Linked DNA regions of Mus musculus: region 2 is linked to region 1. The links are chromatin contacts, called in public HiChIP or PLAC-seq maps. All regions are on one chromosome and are shown on one strand. The core of a region is the stretch at or near the end of the contact, and the rest is flanking DNA. Distances in the headings are between cores, read along the strand shown.

What was found. HiChIP or PLAC-seq counts read pairs in DNA pulled down with a chosen protein or histone mark.
Region 2: a BATF HiChIP or PLAC-seq map of CD8 T cells shows a contact between it and region 1, with 8 read pairs. The contact joins the enhancer-like site here to the promoter of Tnfsf10 in region 1. A contact is called at or near these places in 4 of 39 promoter capture datasets (the C10 cell line, embryonic stem cells, pre-B cells and 1 more), 1 of 15 datasets of contacts at CTCF or cohesin (CD8 T cells), 2 of 484 Hi-C or Micro-C datasets (Th1 cells and regulatory T cells), 2 of 115 datasets of contacts at active chromatin or transcription factors (CD8 T cells and memory CD8 T cells) and 1 of 9 other capture datasets (liver).

What each region holds. Positions count from the first base shown.
Region 1 is chr3:27,315,427-27,319,400 of GRCm38.p6, reverse strand. Tnfsf10 (tumor necrosis factor (ligand) superfamily, member 10) reads right to left here and starts at 2,324. Exons shown (of 5, transcript NM_009425.2): 1 at 2,111-2,324. The coding sequence starts at 2,254.
Region 2 is chr3:27,456,144-27,460,139 of GRCm38.p6, reverse strand. It overlaps Fndc3b (fibronectin type III domain containing 3B), which reads left to right. Exons shown (of 26, transcript NM_173182.3): 18 at 90-195; 19 at 1,251-1,423; 20 at 3,040-3,153; 21 at 3,542-3,691. Among named protein-coding and RNA genes, the nearest start is that of Gm32738, 24 kb to the left of the region's middle. Within about 2 kb of position 2,024, at least 18 of the 459 cell types and tissues checked have an H3K27ac peak or open chromatin away from gene starts, as enhancers often do. A contact at or near this core is called in CD8 T cells, Th1 cells, memory CD8 T cells and 1 more, where this site is marked.

The DNA.
Region 1 (3,974 bases), core at 1,075-3,574:
CAAGTTGACACAAAACTAGCCAATACAACTGACCCCTTGTCAACTTGACACACAAACACATCACTAGTAAGCCTCAACCCTTACATTCTTATTCATCCCCAAGGTCTAAATAACTTTAAATGTCCCACAGTCTTTACATATTCTTAAAATTTCAATCTCTTTAAAATATCCATCTCTTTTAAAAATCCAAAGTCTTTTTAAATTAAAAGTCTCTTAACTGTGGGCATCACTAAAACAGTTTCTTCCTTCAAGAGGGAAAATATCAGGGCACAGTCACAATCAAAAGCAAAAATCAATCTCCAACCGTCCAATGTCTGGGATCCAACTCACGATCTTCTGGGCTCCTCCAAGGGCTTGGGTCACTTCTCCAGCCATGCCCTTTGTAGCACACGCGTCATCCTCTAGGCTCCAGATGCCTCTACTCCACTGCTGCTGCTGCTCTTGGTGGTCATCTCATGGTACTGGCATCTCCAAAACACTGCATGACCCCTTCAGTCCTGGGCCATCAATTGCAACTGAGGCTGCACTTTCACCAATGGCCTTCCATGGCCTCTCACAGTGCCAAGCCTCAGCTGCTCTGCTCAACTCCTTCATGCCTTCAAAACCAATACCACCTGGGTGACCCTTACATATTACCAAGTCCCGCTGCAGCAGGAGTGCAACCTTGGCTATCTCTGGAACACAGCCTCTTTGTGCTTTCAGAAAACACTTCCCAGAAGATGTCACCTCAATGATGCTGGTCTCTTCTTAATCACCGCTAATTTCTTAGCTCCAGCTAACCAGCATCAATAGTCCCAGTAATGCAAAGTTTTTGCTTTAGTAGTTCTGGTATCTTGTTAATCACAGCTGATTCTTCAGCCCCAGCTAACCAGAACTACAGAATCTTCACAATCAAAACAGCAATGGCCCTGAAAAGAGTCTTTAATTTTCCCTCTGAAATTTCACAAACCAGACCTCCATCTTCTACAGTGTTCTCAACATTATCTTCCAAGCTCCTGCACAACCTCCAACAGAGCTCTTAACAATGGATGGATCTTCAAGCCCAAAGTTCCAAAGTCCTTCCACAATCCTCCCCAAAACATGGTCAGGTTGTCACAGGAATACCCCACTATGCTGGTACCAATTTGTCTTAGTCAGGGTTTGTATTCCTGCACAAACATCATGACCAAGAAGCAAGTTGGGGAGGAAAGGGTTTATTCGGCTTACATTTCCATACTGCTGTTGATCACCAAAGAATGCAGGACTGGAACTCAAGCAGGTCAGAAAGCAGGAGCTGATGCAGAGGCCATGGAGGGATGTTCTTTACTGGCTTGCTCAGCCTGCTCTCTTATAGAACCCAAGACAACCAGCCCAGAGATGGTCCCACCCACAAGGGGCCTTGCCCCCTTGATCACTAATTGAGAAAATGCCTTACAGTTGGATCTCATGGAGGCATTTCCTCAACTGAAGCTCCTTTCTCTGTGATAACTCCAGCTGTGTCAAGTTGACACAAAACTAGCCAATACAGTGAGAGTTCAGAAAAACTACATGGAGAGTTAGGGAGAAAAACAGCTGACATCTATCTCTAGGCTCCACAGCACCATGTGCTGTCCTCCCTCTTCCTCTCTCCCTCTGTCTCTCTCTCTCTTCCTCTCTCTCCTTCTCTGTCCCTCTCTACCTCCTTCTTCCTCTTTTCCTCCCTCTCTCCCTCTTCTTCTCTTCTTCCTCTCTCCCTGTCTTCCTCTCTCTTCCCCTCTCTCTCTATCTCTCTATCTCTCTTACACACACACACACACACACACACACACACACACGGAACTCTAGAGTACTTCACACAAAGCATTTGTGCCAAGTGACACCACTAACTGCACCCTGCACAGACACTTTTGAAATGATAGCAAACTTTCTTGGAGGTGCCGGTATATCCATTTGTAGTTTTCATAGCCTGTTCTGTTACTACAACTGCTTGGAAGTCTGCCAACTTGCAGTTTTATAAAGCCCTCTCTTTATTAGCAGTTAAGAGTCTGCACTTGGGAAAGGCATATTTTAATCTACAGCTAAGCTTTCAAAGAAGAGCAAGCTAAGCGGCAAAGCCAAGAGAGGCTGCTGCTGAGAGCACACGGCCACTCACCTGCTTCATCTCGTTGGTGAAGTACATGTAAGTCACAGCCACAGACACAGCCTGCAGGAGCACCTGCAGGAGCACTATGCAAATCACCATCATCCTGAAGTGCTGACTGAAGCTGAGGTCCTTCAGGGCCCCTGAGGAAGGCATACTGCTGTCCAGGTCTGACTTCCCAATGCAGACTTGCAGCCCAGCAGCAGTGCCTGAGAAGGTCACAGTTAGAAGGCGGAGTGCCCATGCAGTTTCTTTTTACTGTTGAGACCAAAAGTGAAACTAAGCAAGTCAGGAAGGTGACGAGGACGTAGTGCACAGAAACCCTCCAGCTAGGAGAGCTCGCCCTGATGGTGCTGGAAAGCCTAGATCCAGCGCTCTGAGATCTAACCCATCTATGAACTGCTGGAGCACCTGAAGGAGCTGCAGGATCTCCTGGACAAAGGACAAAGGACAAAGGACAAAGGACAAAGGGACCGGGAGGGGTCTCAGTGAGGATCCAAAATTTAAGGCGTCACAGGAGCCAGAGACTGCTGAAGGCAACAATGACTCATTGCTATAGACATTTGCAAGTGAAGATGTGTGGACAGAGGGATAAACTGTGGGACACACTAGGACACCACAGCTTCCATGGTGGGATGTTTTCTATGCTCTGTTTTGGTTTATTTAGTTTGTTTTGTGTGTTTTTATCTGGGGGGAGTTTCAAGGGCAGACGGTGATTATGAGGGGACAGGGAGATGAATGGGACCGGGGTGCATGATGTGAAACACACACACACAAAGTTTGTTTGTTTGTTTGTTTGTTTGTTTTTTAAAACTGTTTTAAAAAACAGAAATCCCAGCTGTTCAATTTTACCAATGAAAACTCAGGAGCCAGATGCTGAGATGATAACTTCCTAGCTCTGAGAGGCAGAGAAAGCACCCAGCTGACCTTCCTACTCCATCCCAGAAGGAAAGAATCCTTTCTTCTCCACGCTGTCTTAAACACTCGAAGACCCCCTTTCTGTTCACTATGTTCACTCCCTGTCAGATGGTTACTGGCTCTGCCTCTTGACCTAGGGTTGACTTTGTTAAAAGGGCTTTGCTAGGGCTGAGCCACACCACCACGAGTTTACAGCAGACAGACAGAAAGCTCTAGGGTCAAAGGCTGGGACGTATCACAGTTAGAAACAGTTCACAATCTCAGGTTCACAGTGTGATCAGATGGCCTGCAGCAACCACCTCCAGCTTCTGGCCCAATGTTTGTGACTCTGAGGCCTCTGCAGGTTCTAGCAACAGTGTTGCTATTTCTAATGGTGCCAGTTCCCAAGGGCCATAGGACATCTTTCTGGCTGGTATCTCATGGTGGGGAACAAAACGGAATCCATTTCAACTCAAATTCTCTCAGGTCTGCAGCTGCTTCCCACCTCCCAGAAGGATTCCTTTGGAGCCTGCTTAACTACAAAGCCAAGGCTCCCTCACAGCACGGGAGGCTGTCACCTGCTAAAAGGTCTTTAGAAGTAGTACTCTACTGTGGTGCTGTAACTAAGTTACCATCTTCCTGAGACAGTCTCTCACTGAAGCTGAAGCTCACACAGGGATCTTCCTGTCTCCACCTCCGGGCACTGATTGGGATCGCAGCCACAGACCACCAGGCCCACCTGTGAGTGCTGGTAATCCAAGCTAAGGTCCTCGTGCTCACACAGAGAACACTTTACCGTCTCCCCAGCCCCAACCATTGCCTCGTTTTACTGACGTGGGAGTTTAAAATGGCGTTTCCATTTTGCTTTTATTTTTTTTTTTTTTGAAAGGGAATCAAGAGCAATCTGTGTGACCTGTAAAAACAACATAAACCAAATAGTCATATTCCTTTGCCTGTGTGTTAATAGCCACATTTTGTT
Region 2 (3,996 bases), core at 775-3,274, 140 kb before region 1:
TACAGTTGTGGGATAGAGTTAGCCTGGTGGATAAGGTGTGAGTGATTCACAGTAACTAAGCCATGGTCTCTCCGGTGTTTCTCCCACAGTGTTCTGAAAGTCTCCCTGTCCGCACACTAAGCCTTGCACCAGGTCAGTGCCGACCACCGAGGGTTTTGGGTAGACCAAAGCACAAAGGAGTCCACTTAGAGTGGGGTGAGTGAACAAATCTTCACACTGGCATCCACCAGGACAGTGGGAGACTGACACAGCGCTCGGTCACTCAGCTCCAGGGCTTCCTTCAGAAGCTGGGTCACCCACTGGCATGTCTGGTCTCCAGAGCCTGGACCTTGGCTGTCTCTCAGGCGCAGCCTTCTATTGCTCATGCTCCCGTTCCTGACAGGGCTACTCTTGCTGTTGCTACTCTCGACAATAGTGGCCGTGTTTCTAGAGAACATTCCAGAATAGCCTGCCTCGTCCAGGGGTTGTTCAGCACCAGAAGAAAACATGCATGATTTAGAGATCAAACCAAGAAATGGTTCAAAGAGCAGTGTCAAGTCCCTCCTCTGCGGGTTCTGGGATTTTCCTAGCCTTGTCTAACAGCACTTCCAGTTGTGCCAGCAGCCTACAAGTGTGCACATAGCAAGTGCAAATGTGTAGAACATTGGCAGACATTTTGGCCACCACTTATGTCTAAAGTGTAATAAAATGGTATGCCGGTTTGGGGTCATGTAGACTTAGCAGGGTGTCTCACTTTAAGTTATAGATATTTTTCCTTCCTTCCTTCTCGTTATTAAATGTGAAAGGTTACCTAGTACTCCTGTTATCCCTGAATTATTTTTAATATAATAGAACGTGTTTAAATGCATTTGCTTTGGGTAGTTTGGCTCATTCGGGAGCTTTTTCACCTTTTTGAATAGGAGGCGCCTTTTGTAATAGAAACCTAAGGGCACATCACCTATATATTTTAAACAGTAGCAATAGAAAATCAAATGTAAGTCAGTCAACTAGAAATCCGAAGACTGAGGCTGGAGAGACGGGCAGTGGCTAAGAGCACTTGCCGCTATTGCAGCGGGCCCAGGCTCAGTTCCCAGCGCCCATGTGGTGTCTCCCAAGCACCCAGAGCTGCAGTTTCTGAGGTTTCCATGCCGCCTTCTGGCCTCCACATACGGTGCACACTCATGCATGCAGGCCCACTCAGACCTGAGTAAAAATAAAATAAAGAGAAATCCAAAAAAGCATTCAAAGATGAACATTTTTTACATCCTCAGATGTGCCTGCGTCTGAAAGTGGCTGTGAGGTCTCAGAATACAGTGTGGAAATGACGGAACCCGAGAATGTCGCCTCAGAGGTGTACCATGGGCCTGAGCTGGAGTGCACGGTTGGCAACCTGCTGCCTGGAACTGTGTACCGCTTCAGAGTGCGAGCTCTGAATGACGGAGGGGTGAGTATGAGCACACAATTAGAGCACAAGGTGCCTTTGTTAGCCTCCTGCAACCTCTCAGTTGTATGTGACAACTGTTAAAGTATATGTAACAACATCCTTATTTGAGAATCGATGTCGTCGTGGTTTCCTGTAGGCCCCACACTACCAAGTTTCTGTCTCTCATTCTTTCCGTGTGTGTGTGTGTGTGTGTGTGTGTGTGTGTGTGTGTGTGTATACTTTTGATAATTCATGAAAGAATTTCCCGCTCTCATTCATTTCATCACCTGTAAGAATTAGGGCTTCAGATCAGTCCTAGTAAAAGTTGTCCAAGGGAACTGGGCAGAGGGAGTTGGGGAAACACTTGCCATAAACTGAGTTAGAGCTTAAAACCTACATCATTAAAAGCTGGAGTGGGGAACCCCCTTGGAACCTCAGCACTGTGAAGGCAGAGACAGGAGGACCCCTGGGCTTACTGGACCGACTAAGTGAGGTCCAGCCTCGTCTCGGAAAAAGAGGTGGGCAGGGGCTGAGAACCAGATTATCGCCCGCTCTGCACGCGTGCATGGACCTATACACACAAGAATACTCGCACACAACCTAGTAGTATCAGAGCGTGCTGTCTATACCTTGGGTTGCTTTGTTCTAGACAAGTAGGGTGGGGCCCGAGGAGGAAGCCGCTTACTTTTCTCTAATCTGATTCCTGTGAAAACTCCATAGCTCTCTGGACCTTTCTTCTGCTGTCTTGTTCATCTGGTGTCTGTGGGGGGGTGGGGGGGGGCAGAAGCTGAGAGGCAGTATGTATATTATGTGACCCACAGAGGAATTGTTCTTTTTTTTTTTTGAAGTAGCAGAGTGATACGGATTCATGGGATATGCAGGGGTTGGGAATGAGGGAGAGGTGGCCCACAACGTGTCTGCCCAGAGATGGGCAGAAGCGTAGAACAAGCTAATGCCAAAGTCGCCCAGAGCCTCAGTGTGTATACATGAGTTCCATGAAAATTGTACATTTCACTAATTGGTGAAATTTACTTTTAAAAGAAGGAAAAACGCCAATTGACCAAACAAAGAAAAAGCATGTCTGTCATGTTGGAGACATGGCAGTCTGACAGTCTGTTACAGCAGTGTTGGGTAGCTGGAGATGGTGGGCATCCTTGTGTATTCCAGCAGTCAGGAGACTGACACAGGAGCATCTTAGGTACAAGACTGACCTAGGCTACATGGGAAGACCTTATCTCAAAGTAGTGGTGGAGGGTCGGGTGCCAGCCACCAGAACAAATACCCAGAATGTAATAACCAGTAGTCCCGAGAGACCCTTATACACTTGAAATGAAACTACTCTGCATGGCTTTCTTCATTTCCCTGACTGAATGATCTTTACTCCTGATGGGAAAGGGAAAATGGGCCAACTTTTTAATCTTTTTGAATTAAAAAATACAGACATATATAATAGATGTTTACCTCTCAGGGAAAGAACAGTGGCTTATCTATATCCTTCTTAAAGTAAAACCCATCAGATAATACTTTTATTCTGCTGCACTAATGACACTCTTGACTTTACCTTTAATTATAAGTTTGGATGTGCACACGGGCCTGCAGAGACCGTTCTGACATGTGAACACGTTCTTCTCTTTCAGTACGGTCCCTACTCTGATGTGTCAGAAATCACCACTGCCGCAGGGCCCCCTGGGCAGTGCAGAGCACCGCGTGTCTCCTTCACGCCTGACGGATGCGTCCTGGTGGGCTGGGAGGTGAGTATGGTAAATGCCGCCTGTCGTTTATGTTTCCTCTACCTTTGTCCCCAAAGCCAAGCCAAGGATGTAAGGATGCCACCAAGCCAAAGCGTGCGTGTGTGTGTGTGTGTGTGTGCGTGTGTGTGTGTGTGTGTGTGTGTGTGTGTGCATGCATGGCGGGAGTGAGTGAGTAGGAGTGTGCCTGCGTGTGCATGTGACTTTTTGACCTTATACAAGGAAATCTCCCTTTGACGATCGATTGCATCATTTCCAGTTGTGGAAGTGGTCAGAGTTGAGAGGAGGCTGAGTGTCGCCCTCCCTCCTTTCCTTTGTGGGTATTGGTTTATCCTGGGGTCTGGTGCTCTCATCTCGGTGTAATGACTAACTACAAACGTCTGCCCTGCAGAGCCCTGCGAGCCCTGGTGCCGACATCTCCGAATACAGGTTGGAGTGGGGAGAAGATGAACAGTCCTTAGAACTCGTTTATCATGGTCCAGACACCTGCTTTGAGATGCGAGATCTGTTGCCTGCTGCACAGTATTGCTGCAGACTACAGGTAGGTGAGCACCCGACTCTACTCCCAGTGACAGATATTCACTGGAAGGTATTTCAGGAAAACAGCTGAAGGCTATAGAGGAGGGATCACAAGGGAAAGTCCTCTGAAGGGCCGGGCACATGGCTCCCTCAGAGCAGTGCCTACCACACAAGCATGAAGACACGAGTTCAGACCCCCAGCAGACTCCTAACAGTTGGGTGCTGTAGTACTTGTCGGTGGCTCCAACACTGGGGTTGGGGGGTGGTAGATACAGGTGGGTTCCAGAGAGCTTGTTGGGCAACCAGTAGCCAAACTGCTGAGCTCCA